Regions from separate parts of the Mus musculus genome. Here region 1 is linked to region 2. The links are chromatin contacts, called in public HiChIP or PLAC-seq maps. All regions are on one chromosome and are shown on one strand. The core of a region is the stretch at or near the end of the contact, and the rest is flanking DNA. Distances in the headings are between cores, read along the strand shown. Region 1 has its middle 110 kb from the start of Gm22284. Region 2 has its middle 45 kb from the start of Gm12159.

The links. HiChIP or PLAC-seq counts read pairs in DNA pulled down with a chosen protein or histone mark.
Region 1: a RAD21 HiChIP or PLAC-seq map of pro-B cells shows a contact between it and region 2, with 20 times the contacts expected there. The contact joins two enhancer-like sites. A contact is called at or near these places in 1 of 39 promoter capture datasets (the C10 cell line), 3 of 15 datasets of contacts at CTCF or cohesin (large pre-B cells, pro-B cells and stem cell-derived epiblast-like cells), 6 of 484 Hi-C or Micro-C datasets (the C10 cell line, CD4 T cells, adipose-derived mesenchymal stem cells and 2 more) and 3 of 115 datasets of contacts at active chromatin or transcription factors (fibro-adipogenic progenitors, heart atrium and large pre-B cells).

Annotation. Positions count from the first base shown.
Region 1 is chr11:45,530,321-45,535,429 of GRCm38.p6, reverse strand. No RefSeq gene overlaps it. Among named protein-coding and RNA genes, the nearest start is that of Gm22284, 110 kb to the left of the region's middle. Within about 2 kb of position 1,574, at least 10 of the 459 cell types and tissues checked have an H3K27ac peak or open chromatin away from gene starts, as enhancers often do. A contact at or near this core is called in pro-B cells, where this site is marked.
Region 2 is chr11:45,159,249-45,164,402 of GRCm38.p6, reverse strand. No RefSeq gene overlaps it. Among named protein-coding and RNA genes, the nearest start is that of Gm12159, 45 kb to the right of the region's middle. Within about 2 kb of position 3,457, at least 12 of the 459 cell types and tissues checked have an H3K27ac peak or open chromatin away from gene starts, as enhancers often do. A contact at or near this core is called in pro-B cells, where this site is marked.

The DNA of each region.
Region 1 (5,109 bases), core at 325-2,824, 370 kb before region 2:
AGCAACGAGGAGCACAGTCTGTTTGAAGAAATAAACCTCCGCAGAGCATTGTTGATAAAATCAGACTGTTGATTTAAACGAGGAAATATGAGCAAATCAGCTGGGGGTTTGGGCGATCTGTGGAAGTTGAGGGTGAAACTTTAGGCAAACCTGGAAAGCAGGTTTTCTGCATTCCAGAAACCTCATTCCTAAGTGAGAATGGATGAGCATGTGTGCATATATGGTAAGTGTGTGTGTGTGTGTGTGTGTGTGTGTGTGTGTGTGTGTGTGTGTGCATGCAAGTATGAATGTGTCTATGTAGATATGCATATGCATACATGTATCTAAGTGTATGTGTGTAAATGTGTATGTGTGTGCACATGCACATGTGTGTATGTGTATACATCAAGGGTATACAGAAGAGGGATGTATCTTACTGGGATGTTTAAATCATTTTCATCTGGGATTGTCTTTATTTAGAACGTGGCATTTACTACTAAGAACTAGGAAACACCAGCCTCCATTCCTGAAAAGACCAGCACTGACTTGTCTTCTGGAGCCAAAAAGTCTCAAGAGAAGCTGTGGTTCTCCAGGTGGCTAGAACAGGGCTTCTTCTCACTATACAGGGGAGGGCTGACCACATTAGGACAGGAGGCCTGTCTGCTATGGGGATGAAGAGATCCTTTTCTCTGCTGGAAGAAGCTCTGAGTTTCTCAGTGTTAAGTTTTCCTGGTCCAGCATTAGCTTTCATGAAGTGTTTGTTAAGAGCTTAGATTTCTCATGGTGGGAGATGCAGAGAGCATCCCTGAATATCAGAGTGGTGTGCCTCCTGCCTCTGTATCCCTTTCTCCTCCTTCTGTCGTGTTCTGGGACCTTGGAAATGTCAGTATGGGAACCCCTTCCTTCCTGCCTCTTGGTGCATTCAGAGGATGGGAGGCACTGTGCGCGAGTGAGCTTGAGGAGAGTGCGTGGTCCCCTCCTCCCCTGCCAGGTTGTAGGTGGGCTGGTGGCTTTCTCTACTAAAGGGAAGGGTTTCTCTATACTACAGCCACAGCTCAATAAAGCTCTCTCTCGACTCAGGAATCTAGCTTTGCCCCTTTAGGTATCAGAGCTTTGTGGTTCCCAGACACTAGAGCTTTTGGAAGTCCCCTTCCATCCTCTGTCTAGAATTCTGAATAGATATAAAGGATGAGAATGCTTTACCCCATACTGAAGAGCCTGTCACAAATTGACAATGAGCTCTTGGATGGACTGGTTTATCTTGAATGGACTCAGTTTCTTCATCCATGAAATGGGATGATAATGAGGTAGGTGACTTCACTGACATGTGCTATGAGTTCTGCCTTGTGGTACAATGTGCTGGCATTTAGGAGAAAACCAACATCGGTTGAACTCCTACTTCTGATGCTGATTGGCTCTGTGGTCTTGGGCAATTATTTCTTTTCAAACATGGTTTTTAAAAATGTGAACAATTTTTTTTTTATGCGTCTGCTGGTTTTGCCTCCATGTATATTTTTCTGTACCACTTGTGTACATGATGCTTGAGGAGCCAGAAGAGGGCGGTAGTGAGCTGCTCCGTGGGTGCTGGGAGTCAAACCCAGGTCATCTGGAAGATCACCCAGTGCTCTAAACTGCTAAACCATCTCTCCTGCCCTTGGCCAGCTCTCCTTATCTCTCTGAATCTTGGCTTGTGTCATCAGTAAAACAGGGATAACAACCCAGCTAAATACACAGCCATATGTGATGGCTGCTTTAACGTTCCTCCTGACATAGGAGACCACTCCCTGCTTTCCTGCAGGGGAGAGCCCCGTGCAAATTTTTTTTTTTAAACCTCTAATATTGTTCCACTGACAGTTGAGCTCAAACTTTCCAATCTGTTTGCTTCTTGCACACCTGTTCCTGAAGCTTTTCTTCAGAAGGATGTGGGCCAATGACTACTTAAGAAAGGGACTCAGAGACGGCCCATGTCACTTTATTGGCATGGTGATCTGAGCTGTTCCTTGTACTTTGGGAGTGCTCTGAAATAGTTGACACGTATCAAGGACTTTACTCTTTGTTCTTTGTACAGATGTCACCTGTACAGCTCAGGGATAGGACCTTATATTTTTCTTGGCACCTACTACATACCTAGATTTTAGATTCTAAAGGTCTTTTATCCAACTGCTCCTGTCTGCCACCGAACTTGCCATTAGTAATTCTGATCATAAATCTTCGTAAAATGTATAAAGCATATAGTATATTTATTCTTAAAATGTCTGCATGAGGTTTCAAACTTTCAATGGGTGGCCTGCTTAAGTGTCCTGGCGTGAGTGAAGCTGGAGTTTTGAAAGATTTATCACAGCTATTCTCATGCTCTGAGACCTCCACTTTCATTTTAGCATCTGGGCATCCAAGCACCCAATGTGTAAGTGTTAATAGCTGACCAGTGACTCCTTTGCAGTGACTCCTTTGCCATTGCCCAAGTGGGGAATCATCATTCTATTTCCATTGACTATAAACAGGCCACATTTGTCAGTACTTGCCGATGCTTTCCAACATAGTATCATTCGGTTTGTTCTTCAAATCATCTACTGACCACCCACCTATCCATCTACCCATCCACCCTTCTAACCATCCATTCATCCATTTATCCATCCAGCAACCTATCCATGTGTCTAACCACCTACCTACCCACCCACTCACCCACCTATCCATCCATCCATCCATCCATCCATCCATCCATCCATCCATCCATCCATCTATTCATACATTCACCTATCCACTCGGCTACCAGTTTATCTACCTATGTACCCACCTGTCCACCCTGCTCACCCACCCACCTATCTATCCATCCACCCATCCACTCTTCCATCTATCCATCCACCAATCTGTCCATTCACCTGTTCATACACGCCTACCCACTACCAGTTCAGCTACCTATCCACCCCACTCACCCAGTCACTTATCCACTACCCATCTAAAAAGCATCACAGACGGCATTCTTTAAAAATGTACAATGGACCAGTTATAGCCTCAGACTTAATACAAAACAAATTGGCAGATGACCCTAAAAAAAATAATAATAATAAATGCTCTTACAAGTGAGATACACCAAGTGTCTAATAGTGGTATTGGACAATCTTGAAATGCACATAAAGGAAAATGGGGCTGACTAAGAAAGCATTACTTTAGAGTGTGGGGACAGAGCTGTATCTTAAAGGATAACTGAAGTAGTACTGAGGCAAAGGAAAGGGGAAAATTGAGTAGAGGAGCCATGAAGAGGGAAGTAAGGAAAAGACGGACAGAAAATTGAAGTCCCAAAGTAGAGCAGCTAGGTGGAGTGAAGTATCTGAGAAGCAGGGAATGGGGAAGGTGGGAAGGCTGGTTGGTGCCAGACCCTGGAAAAGAGCACGGTTAAGTCAGTTAATCCAGTGTGGAGCAATGAGGCAGGGAGGGCTCCTGAGGCCCCATTCTCAGCCGAGGGGCAGATGGCTGGCTGCTGATACATTCAGGGGGAGGGAGAGTCAACTTTCTTTGGGGTTGTAGCCATGGGTAGGCTGCTCACACATATGGGCAGAACTAGTTAGAGAGAGAGAGAGAGAGAGAGAGAGAGAGAGGAAAAGACAGACAGACGGACCTAAAATTTCGAAGAAGTTGTGTTGAGGGAAGGCCAAGGGGAGTTGCAGGGAAGGAGTGGGAGGTAGATATATTGGATACATGTATGACATTTCCAAAGAGTATAAGAAATACAAACAGAAGAGCCTGGACTATAAAACTGGGGAACATAAAGCAGTAAGCTTCCCATCCTGGGACTGGAGACTTGAAGCCTCTCCCTGGCAGGGAGAGGCATCATGGAGGAAGTGCATCATGGTGTAGTATGTGGAGTGTTTGCCTTTTCTCTTAACCAAGTCACAGACCTTTCAGTGAGGCTTCAGTGGGTTCTGCTGTGTGTCTAATCAAGGAACCATGGACAGGCGCTAGTTATGATATCCCAGTTCTTTCAAAAAGGGAAGGAAACGTAGGCCTTTGCTTAGGGGACTGCATCTTAGTCGTGTCCGAACAGTAACTTCATGCGCAAAGCAAGTGAATTATCACCGTAATTAAAGTTTTCAACACACATCCCTGAAATTAGACATCTAGAAAAACAAAGCCAGTGTGCAGCTTGTTGAATTGGTAGATAGTAAATAACATTACAGTCACTCCACAAATGAAGAAGTGGAACAGCTGCCTGCACATGTAACTCTGTCTGTCCCAACTGTAACAAGTCCCCTTCTCTGAAAATAACTACTTTTTAATGACCCGCGTCTTACACTGGTCTATGGCTTTATCAGCTGTGGACATTACCTCATCCTCTAGTCTTGCTCGTGTATATGATTTTTAAATGTTATAGATCTTTTCAAGTCTATGGCTCCCCCTTCTTCATTGCCTTTAAAAACAATTACATGTATGTCATTACATGTATGAATGTACTTTATGTGTACAGACCTCAGAGGACAACTTCTAACTTTTCACCATGTATGTCCTTGGGATATATAACTACAGGTGCTCCGGCTTAGTGGCAGTGCGTCTACCCTTGAATCCTATCTCTGCCTGGGCTGGTTACATTTTTTGTTAACTTGATGCAGGCAAGGGTCACCTGGAAAGAGATTGAGAAATGCCTCCATAAGACTGTTCTGTAGACAAGTCCGTGAGGCATTTTCTTGATGGAAGAGGGTTCAGTCCACTGTGGGGTTGTACTATCCACATGTAGGTGGTCCTGGGTTCTCTAAAACCTAAATGGAGCAAGCCACTGGGAGCAAGTCAGTAGGCAGCATTCTCCCATGGCCTCTGATGAGCTCAACGGTGGGTACACAACAGAAACCAGTGACTATCCATCTCCTGGGCATCCATCAGTAACCAGTAGTTCAGCTCGGAGATGCAGGTCCCCATAACCCTATAAGTCCTTTCCCATTAATGATTGAGTATGGGGCTGGAGAGATGCCTCAGTGGTTAAGAGCACTGACTGCTCTTCCGGATGTTCTGATTTCAATTCCCAGCAACCACATAGTGGCTCACAACCATCTGTAATGGGATTTGATGCACTCTTTAGGTGTGTCCGAAGACAGCTACAATGTACTCATATAACATAATAAATAAATAAATAAATAAATA
Region 2 (5,154 bases), core at 2,208-4,707:
GGTCACTCATGGATAAGGTGTTTTTACCTGCATAACTTTTAATTTCTCTAAGGTACAGACCTAGTGGTTGAATTGTTCATTAATACAAACATCCTGTGTTGGATATTTCAAGGCATTGTGTTTTTGATCTAACATTATCCATCAGTAATGTTTTAATTCTCAGCTAAAACACAACTTCCTAAGAAACATATTCGTGTTACTCTACCTTATTGATTCAAGTACCTCAGTCAAATGTCTCTCAGAACCTCTCTGTCCTGTCCTTCAGTGCCACGTTCCAGTTGGTTGTTATGCTTTTATATCAGTCTGGCGGTTCCTCAGAAAATTGGACATAGTACTACCGGAGGATCCCGCAATACCTCTCCTGGGCATATATCCAGAAGATGTTCCAACCGGTAAGAAGGACACATGCTCCACTATGTTCATAGCAGCCTTATTTATAATAGTCAGAACCTGGAAAGAACCCAGATGCCCCTCAACAGAGGAATGGATACAGAAAATCTGGTACATTTACACAATGGAATACTACTCAGCTAATAAAAAGAATGAATTAATGAAATTCCTAGGCAAATGGATGGACCTGGAGGGCATCATCCTGAGTGAGGTAACCCAATCACAAAAGAACTCACACAATATGTACTCACTGTTAAGTGGATATTAGCCCAGAAACTTAGAATACCCAAGATATAAGATAGAATTTGCTAAACACATGAAACTGAAGAAGAACGAAGACCAAAGTGTGGACACTTTGCCCCTTCTTAGAATTGGGAACAAAACAGCCATGGAAGAAGTTACAGAGACAAAGTTTGGAGCTGTGACAAAAGGATGGACCATCTAGAGACTGCCATATCCAGGGATCCATCCCATAATCAGCTTCCAAACGCTGACACCATTGCATACACTAGCAAGATTTTGCTGATAGGACCCAGATATAGCTGTCTATTGTGAAACTATGCCGGGACCTAGCAAACACATAAGTGGATGCTCACAGTCAGCTATTGGATGCATCACAGGGCCCCCAATGGAGGAGCTAGAGAAAGTACCCAAGGAGGTAAAGGGATCTGCAACCCTATAGGTGGAACAACATTATGAACTAACCAGTACCCCGGAGCTCTTGACTCTAGCTGAATATGTATCAAAAGATGGCCTAGTCGCCATCAGTTGAAAGAGAGGCCCATTGGACTTGCAAACTTTATATGCCTCAGTACAGGAGAACGCCAGGGCCAAAAAGTGGGAGTGGGTGGGTAGGGGAGTTGGGGGGAGGGTATGGGGGACTTTTGGGATAGCATTGGAAATGTAAATGAGGAAAACACCTAATAAAAATATTAAAAAAAAAAGAAAAAAAAGAGTAATTTAATACATCTCTTTCAGATTAAATTGCCCTCTGTATCATCATTGCCTCACCAGAATTCATGCTAATAAGGTACTATGGTAGCCAGCTTGTAAGAGGGCCAATGAGTCCACTATCCACAAACAATCCTTGTAGGCAATGGCTTTCAACCTGGAGATCACAATCCCAGCAGACCTCCACCTCCAAAAATATTAACATGATGATGATAACAGTAGCAAAATTATGAAGTTACGAAATAGCAACAAAACTAATTTTATAGTCAGGGATCACCTCACCATAACATGAGGAACTGTATTAAAGGGTCACAGCATAAAAATAACATCACACTGCTCTTAAGTAATACCATTCCATACGTATGAGCTTGATTTATCAGTAACTAACACGGATACTATGATCATTGTCTCTGTCTTCTTTTTTCTCATGACTTGCTGCTGAGGGAGACCAATGATGTCCACATAATGATGTTATCCACTTGACAAGGAAGCAAGGCTTCTTGTCAGCTGTCACACCAGGCAGCTGGTCCATAGGTTGAGCCTTCAGATGGCTATAGCTCCAGGCCACATACTGTCAGCAGCCTCATCCCGATCATGGATCTAACTCTAATTGTGTGGTAATAAATGCTTATATTTTAAATGACCAAATTTTGAGAAAAAAAATTGTTATGGAGAAATAGAAAACATATTATGCTGTGTAGAAACCACTAGGAGCAAACAATAAGGGAAAACAACAGTAGCAGGTAAAGGAATATGTGCCATAGGCATGGCAGAATCAAAGCTATCAACCTATAGCTATGAATACTCCTAGGTGATATGTGCTGTGTGGGCTTAATGTGTACATCTCCTTTAACTCATATGTGTAAATTCTAGCTTCCAGTGCTTGCAGCAGAAGCCTTCACAGGGTAATCTGGTTTATATTACTGCACGATGGTAAATCCCACAGGATAGAATTAATATCTTATAGGAAGAGAAGGACAGAGTTCTTTAGTTTTCCTCCAAGTATGCTCACACAAGGAAAGGCTACATGGTTACACAACAAGAAACCATATGTCTACAAACCCCAGCAGTAGGACCCCATCGGGAACCACATCTGCCACATCCTTGGCCATAGACTCCTCACTCACTGGAACTGTGAGAAGTTAACATCTGGAGGAGCTCCTCTTCCCTAGACCCTAGTTTTGTGTTCTAGAAGCTCAAGGAGATTAAGACTATGTATATTCAAATTTCTCTGAGCTCTCATAACCCTATCAGGACACTCCCTGACCTGTGTTTGCTGGTGGGGAAACTCAGGTCCAAAGAAGCTAGGCATCAAGATCAAATCTGTGTAATACTGAAGCAGGAAAATTAATCAAATCACATTGCCACATGACCATGAGAAATATTTCCTCTTCTGCCTTAGGAAACATAAATTGTTTTGGGACCCAAAGCAAGAAGCAACCTGGTAGATCAGCTGAATAGAGGAGTCATGCTGCCATTTTATGTTTAAAGCTTTGGGGGAGATTAACTATTGATGCACCAAAACAAACTTAATTGAAGTGAAATTCACAAATAAGATTAACCACTTTAACATGTTCTGAATGGTAGCACTTGGTGACTTCATCCAGTGTCATACAACCACCATGCCTAATTATTCCTAACATGCATCCATCCTCCTGAACCTCTTACCTAAACACACTAACGTGTAATGTCTACTTCCTTGTTTACGTGTGCTTTCTTTTTATAAAATCCTCATATACTTTCCAACCAGTAACAAGTCCACACAGCCTTCTGTCCTTATGGCCGCAGCTTTTTTCTTGTAGATAACTCATGAAATGGCCAAGAACCATACATTCTAAACCAGGGTCCACACACACCAGGTTCAGCATGTTTCATAACCATAAGCAAAGCTGACTGGACTCATTCACACTCATTTGCTTACACACGGAGTGTGGCAGTTTTCTCACTGTGTGGGCGGAGCTGAAGCGCTATGGCAGAGCCTGTGTGGCTGAGCAGAACACCCTCCCTCCCCCAATATTGACTAGTTTGCTTCTTACCAAAAGCGCCACTGAGCTCAGCTCTAAACCGCGATCTGTCCTCTTTCACTCCATGGACATGTGCAATGCATCTTCCGAGTCTTAGCATGCACTTCCTCATTTGAGTCTATTATACTGAAAAGGGGTTGGACCCGGAGGAAGGAGAGAATTAGTTTCTACAAACTGTCCTCTGATGACCACACTTGTCGTGTGGCACACACATGGCCCTCTCCATACATACAACAGAGGTTGGATTTCTGCAGGGGCTTCCCTTGCTTTTTATCTGCCTAGTGCAAGATGTCACAGCTTTAAAATAAAAATTTATGGGAAAGTCCAGTGCAAGAAATACAAGGGCAAGGTTTCTCTGAGAGAACCAGACTGTGTGCTACGGCAGAATTCTTCCCGCAGTCTCAGGCACACTGCACTCCTGCCTTCTCCTCTGAGGCAATATTTTGATCTTCTCTCGGAACTCTGGGAAAAACAACGGGCTCCTTACACTCTTCTAAGCACCCCCACCCCCATACCATCTTGTTATTTGGTAGTGTAAGAAGGATAGATCTTGAAATTAGTTTGATTCCAACTCTGACATTTGCTATGTGACTTGGTTCAGATACTTAAACCCTGTGAACCCCAGAGTCATCTTATGAGATGATTGTCCTAATGTCATCCACGGGATATAAGAAGTAAAGAGAAGATGGGCAGAAAAATGCTAATCAGAAATGCTTGGGAACAGATGTGAATTAAATTTGTTATTTATTTATTTTATCTTTTGAGATTCTAATATAATTACACCATTTCCCACTTCTCTTTCCTCCACCTAAGCCCTCCCATATATTCCTCCTTGATCTTGTTCAAATTCATAGTCTTTTTCTTTAACTATTGATATATATATATATATATATGATATATATATATATATGATTAAATGTATATGTATATTATATATACATATATATTTATACATATATGCATTTATATATGTACATGTACACATATGTATTATATGTGTATATATGTATAAATATATGTATAAATATATGTATAAATGTATATATTATAGATATATGCATATATAAATAGACGTACATATACAGTTATGCATTTCTAGACACATAAGTACAACCTGCTCAGTTTCTACTTTACTAATTTTATGTATGCTTCCACACCATGATAATCTAAACATGAGATTAACAAAGAAAAATTAATAGTCATAGTAATGTTGATGGGGGCTGCCTAGAAAGTCTCAACCCCTGACTCATAAAGAACTACAGGCAACTAAGGTCTGCTGAGAGCAGGAGGGAGGAAAAGCATTCCCCAGAGATGAACACACCAGTAGGTTAGATGGTCAGATTGTTTTCTTGGATTTTTTTCATTTCTTTGCATTATTTATTTATTTTTATTTATATGAATACACTGTAGTTGTCTTCAGACACACCAGAAGAGAGCATCAGATCCTATTACAGATGGTTGTGAGCCACCATGTAGTTGCTGGGAATTGAACTCAAGACCTCTGGAAGAGCAATCAGTGGTCTTAACCACTGAGCCATCTCTCCAGCCCCCCTTTTTCTTAGATTTTGGAGATGTTTGCAGCTACAAAACAAGAAAGTTTGGAAATAGGACCAACTAATATGTATATCTTATATCTATCGACTGAAGACAGTTTTAATATAGTCTGCTGAGTGCAGATCCATTTTGTCTGTGACCCAGGCCACGAGGTCAGGTGTGGAGGTTCCTACTTAGGGGTCTCATGTCAAGTTCAAGTAGTCTCAGGTTTGGAACTTAGGATCTTTAGTTTTTG